Linked DNA regions of Xenopus tropicalis: region 2 is linked to region 1. Evidence: chromatin contacts called from public Hi-C data. All regions are on one chromosome and are shown on one strand. Each heading gives the region's core, a stretch centred on a gene start, on an enhancer-like site or on the middle of the called end of the contact. The rest is flanking DNA. Distances are from core to core; before and after follow the strand shown. Region 1 overlaps spidr (scaffold protein involved in DNA repair). Region 2 holds the start of cebpd (CCAAT enhancer binding protein delta).

The links. A called contact is a pair of places that touch in the nucleus more often than the background predicts.
Region 2: a contact with region 1 is called in a Hi-C map of liver, with 4 times the contacts expected there. The contact joins the promoter of cebpd here to the enhancer-like site in region 1. A contact is called at or near these places in 3 of 5 Hi-C or Micro-C datasets (brain, liver and tailbud embryo).

The regions. Positions count from the first base shown.
Region 1 is chr6:113,078,394-113,081,007 of UCB_Xtro_10.0, reverse strand. The region is part of intron 8 of spidr (scaffold protein involved in DNA repair); the gene reads right to left. Among named protein-coding and RNA genes, the nearest start is that of cebpd, 63 kb to the left of the region's middle. Within about 2 kb of position 1,312, at least 7 of the 11 cell types and tissues checked have an H3K27ac peak or open chromatin away from gene starts, as enhancers often do. A contact at or near this core is called in liver, where this site is marked.
Region 2 is chr6:113,141,225-113,143,838 of UCB_Xtro_10.0, reverse strand. It overlaps cebpd (CCAAT enhancer binding protein delta), which reads left to right and starts at 1,295. Exons shown (of 1, transcript NM_001030414.1): 1 at 1,295-2,614. The coding sequence starts at 1,492. The coding sequence ends at 2,214.

The sequences.
Region 1 (2,614 bases), core at 63-2,562:
AATAAGCCTTAATACCTTAGGCAAAACAAGAAATTATATATGTAGACCCCATACCTTTTTGGGGGGGGGAGATAGGGTTGTCTATTGTAAATCAGGTTGCTTAGAATTGCTGACTCGGGTGGGCGTCTCCCCTTCCGAGTGGGTTAGTTATGTAGTAATCCCATTTAGACCATACCTTTTTCCAGTTCTCTTGGGTGCCTCTGACATTGGCGGTCATATATTCCATTTCCCTCATATCTTTCATCTTCCTTAGTACATCGTTAAGTTTGGGGGGATTCGGGTTCTTCCATTGTGATGTAATGGCTAGTCTAGATGCCGTTAGTATGTAATTTGTAAGTCGTTGTTCTGCATAGGTAAGGCTGGGAATTGGTTTACCTACTAGTGTTATGTAAATATCTAAGTTCACTTTCCTTAGAAAAATACATGACAGTAGTTCTTCTATTGTTTTCCACAGTGGTACAATTTTAGAGCATGACCATAAAATATGTTGTAAAGTACCCTTCTGACCGCAACCTCTCCAGCAAAAAGGAGATGTACCTGGGAACATGTGGTTGAGTTTTACAGGTGTATCATACCAGAAATACATGGATTTATATATGCTTTCCTTCTGTCTAACGCATGTCACATTTCTCCTGGCGTTGTCCCATATTTCACCCCAATCCTCTATTGAAAGGGTGGTAGAGGTGATCTCTTCCCATTTTAGCATATATGAATGTTTAGGGAAGGGGTCCTCTGGTAATGCATTCAGTCATATATTCATTTTTGTACCATGTACTATGTACCAAGGTAAATCCAATTTACCAAACCAGAAGGACTCATAAGTTCTAAAAATAATGGTACCGTAAGTTGAGCAACTTAATTCATCTTTAGCATCAGGGATAAAAAGATCATCATGGGTGCTATTTCACAGTGTTTGCTGCCCTTATCACCGTGGACTGTACATTCAGTGATCTACAGGGCACCCTGCATTAGTAATAAAAGTGTAAGTTTTCAGCAAGGCGACTCCCCCACCCTTCCCCTTTCATCTTGTTTCTATTTAGTGACTAACAGCATGTACAATACAAAGTTCATATAAATACATCCAATGACACCATGACTAACATCTCTGTTTCCATCAGCAGATCCCGGCCCAATACACAGACACTGCACGCTAGAGGATGATTTGAGCTCATGTTAACCAGCTACAGCTGGCGCTTCACAGCTATAAAAAGCACTAATGAAAACAAAAATATTGGCTTCACCGCCCTCTAGCCTCCTTGTCAAGGCTATGCAACTGGACTACCCTTTGTGAGGGCTCTGTGTGAATGAATTAGCTGATCAAAACCAGCTCTCTCTGGTTCTCTGAAGTTTGTTTACTGAACAGCGTGTGCCGAGGCACATACTGAAGGTGGGGAGTATGCATGACAAGGGAGAAAGGGGGGGGGGGAGAAAAGAAGCAGAAATCACATGATGCCCTGACTTCAGCAGCCAACATTCTTGACAAAGTGAATGTAACCCTAGTACAGAACAAATAGGAAATGGAAAAGGCTGTAAATCAGGAAACCACGGGCTTACCAGAAAAAAAAAAAAAGTATTCCAAAAAATTAATTAATGTTTATGGAATGTGACTGTCAACTCTAATCAATGTATCAGTAACAGCAAGGAGTGCCATAGGCATGAGGAAGCAAACCCTAATGTGCTTTTATGGATAACAAATAATAAACACACAACTATGTCTGCTTATCCATTACAATACTGTGAGTCCATGTAGAAGGCTAAAACAAAGTATCTCTCAAGCAGTGCCTATATTGGTCTGAAGGGGGCCATACACTTAAGGATCTGCTTGTTTGGTGATATCACAAAATTAGCAGATCCTTCCCAGATATGCCCACTTTTGCCCTCAAGGTCATATAGACTATATGCGGGCTGCGAGGCTAGGAACGCATCAATGAGCCAATTATAAGCCAATGCACATTTCATTCAACACTCAGACTAGCTGGCCAGATGTTTTGATTTTCCATTTCCAACTCCATAGAATGTTGGCCAAAAATCCTGATTATGTACAATTTAGCCAAATGGTGCTGATCTGACATGTATGTAAACCAAATAAAAGGTAAGAGCTACTGCTGATTTCGTTTGAACACAGACCCTATCAACACGGACTGCATGGCAGTCACACAGAATGGCCAGCCAAGGGACCCAAACCTAAGCAATTAATGCTGCATAAAAAGGCACCGTAAGCCTATGTCCACATTGCAGGTTATAAACCTAACCTAAGGAACAGTTGTCTGTGTTTATATAAAGACAGTCTTCAGTTACCAGGGATCTATTCATTGTAGTATAGGTGCATATTAAATACTTATTCTCAGCACGGATTTCTCAGTCCATACTATTGTATTTATAAAAAAAAAAAAAGTAATTGTAAGGGTCTGGCATGAAAAGTTTACCATCTGATTTAGCACCTTGCTGAATTAAAATGCAATCCACCATATGCAATAAAAGGTACAACCCACAGCAACCAATGATATGCTTTTAAACAGGTGACCAGTAAATGCCACCTGCTGATTGGTTACTATAGGTTATAAGCACAGTAGCAAATGTTGTACCTTATATTACACAACCACGGGGGGTTAAT
Region 2 (2,614 bases), core at 46-2,545, 63 kb before region 1:
CCTATGTCCCACACTATTCCCTATGCCCCACACCATTCCCTATGTCCCACACCATTCCCTATGCCCCACACCATTCCTATGTCCCACACCACTCCCTATGCCCCACACCATTCCCTATGCCCCACACCATTCCTATGCCCCACACCATTCCCTATGCCCCACACCATTCCCTATGTCCCACACCATTCCCTATGTCCCACACCATTCCCTATGTCCCACACTACTCCCTATGTCCCACACCATTCCCTATGCCCCACACCATTCCCTATGTCCCACACTATTCCCTATGTCCCACACCATTCCCTATGTCCCACACTATTCCTATGCCCCACACTATTCCTATGCCCCACACCACTCCCTATGTCCCACACCATTCCCTATGTCCCACACTATTCCCTATGCCCCACACTATTCCTATGCCCCACACTATTCCTATGCCCCACACTATTCCCTATGCCCCACACTATTCCTATGCCCCACACTATTCCTATGCCCCACACTATTCCTATGCCCCACACTATTCCCTATGCCCCACACTATTCCTATGCCCCACACTATTCCTATGCCCCACACTATTCCCTATGCCCCACACTATTCCCATGTCCCACACCATTCCCTATGCCCCACACCATTCCCTATGCCCCACACCATTCCCTATGCCCCACACCATTCCCTATGCCCCACACCATTCCCTATGTCCCACACTATTCCCTATGCCCCACACTATTTCTATGTCCCACACCATTCCCTATGCCCCACACCATTCCCTATGCCCCACACTATTCCCTATGCCCCACACCATTCCCTATGCCCCACACCATTCCCTATGCCCCACACTATTCCCTATGCCCCACACTATTCCCTATGCCCCACACTATTCCCTATGCCCCACACCATTCCCTATGCCCCACACTATTCCCTATGCCCCACACTATTCCCTAGTAGGCGCTGTACTCTATGTGTGACTATTTGGCAACTTGTATTTGTGCCAGGGCGCCACTGTCCCAATGTAACGGGCTACGGGCGGCGCACTGTATGCGTTTCATGAAGTTGCTGCCCGCCAGCTAAGCTCCGCCATGCCCAGGCACACTTTTCTATCGCGGCTCTACTGATCCCCATCCTGACAGGCGGCAAAACCCCAGCTCGCCTGACAGCGCTTCCTGCTGAGAGGGTTAAACCTGGAGCTGATACGGATTCCAGGCCCCGCCCCCTGTCTTGCGTCACGTAGAGGCGGGAGATACGGTATATAAGGGAGGAGTAGAGCAGTAGCAGGAGTAGAAGTCTGTGACAGATCAGACCCAGAGAGCCTGACAGGCAGCCAATCCGCGCAGCTAGAAGAGACCCAGTCACTGCAGAGCCACTCACATGAGCTCGGTGCCGATGAGCCTGGAGGCGCGCTGTCTGTCCCCCTATGCAGCCTGGTACATGGAACCCACCAACTTCTACGAGCAACGGCTGAGCGGCTCCCCTGCCCCATGCAAGCCGAGAGCCATGTGCGAGGAGCCCGCTGTGGGCAGTGGGGGCACCCTGGCAGAGCTAAGCGCTGCCCCTGCCATCTATGACGATGAGAGCGCAATAGACTTCAGCTCGTACATAGACTCCATGGCCTCCGTGCCCAACCTGGAGCTGTGCAACGACGAGCTGTTCGCGGACCTGTTCAACTCCAGCAAAGCGGTTGGAGAGCGGCAGGAGTGCGGCGGGGGTGACTACCTGAGCGGGCTCTTGGCGGCACCTCCCTGCCCTGGCACAGCTGGCAAAGGGCATCTCAAGCAAGAGCCGGAGTGGAGCGACAGCGACTTGTCCTCTTCGCTGCCCAACCAAATCGCAGCCTGTGCCCAGACAAGCATGAGCCTGCAGCCCACCCCTCCCACCTCCCCGGAGCCCAGCACCTCAGCCTGCCCTTCCCCGGCTTCCCCCAGCTCCTGCGGCAAAGACAGGACGGGCAAGAAGCTGTTAGATCGCTACAGCCCCGAGTACCGGCAGCGCAGGGAGCGCAACAATATCGCCGTGAGGAAGAGCCGCGACAAAGCCAAAAAGCGCAACATAGACATGCAGCAGAAGCTGCTCGAACTCTCCTCGGAGAACGAGAAACTGCACAAAAAGATCGAACTTCTCACCAGGGACTTGAGCAGCCTCCGGCACTTCTTCAAACAGCTGCCCCCCACCGCCACCAGCACCTTCCTGCCCAGCCTGACGGGCATTGACTGCCGGTAACCCGCCCCCAGCCCAGGACTTTATAACCTCCTATACCTCATTCCAGACATGGCCCTCCTGCGGCCCTCCAGCCTCGGCTCCGGTACAGTCGCTACAGGGAGATGGGGATCAGCTGGAGCTGGAGGGCTGCCTGTGAGACTTTGCTGCAACATCTCCCACAGCAAGAGGGGGCCTCACACCACCTGGGACACTTGCCCTGCCCCCTCTTACAGACTGAGCCAAAGACTTATCACATCTTTAATATATATGTATAATATTTAGTGCAATAAGACATTTGCAAGGTATTACCAGTGGGTAGTGCCCTGCAGGAAATGGGAGAGAATCGGGCATCATCTCAACCCTTTCAGTGCCAGAGCTCGTTCAAGCTGCATCTTGGCCATGGCAGGTGTAACTAGGAGTA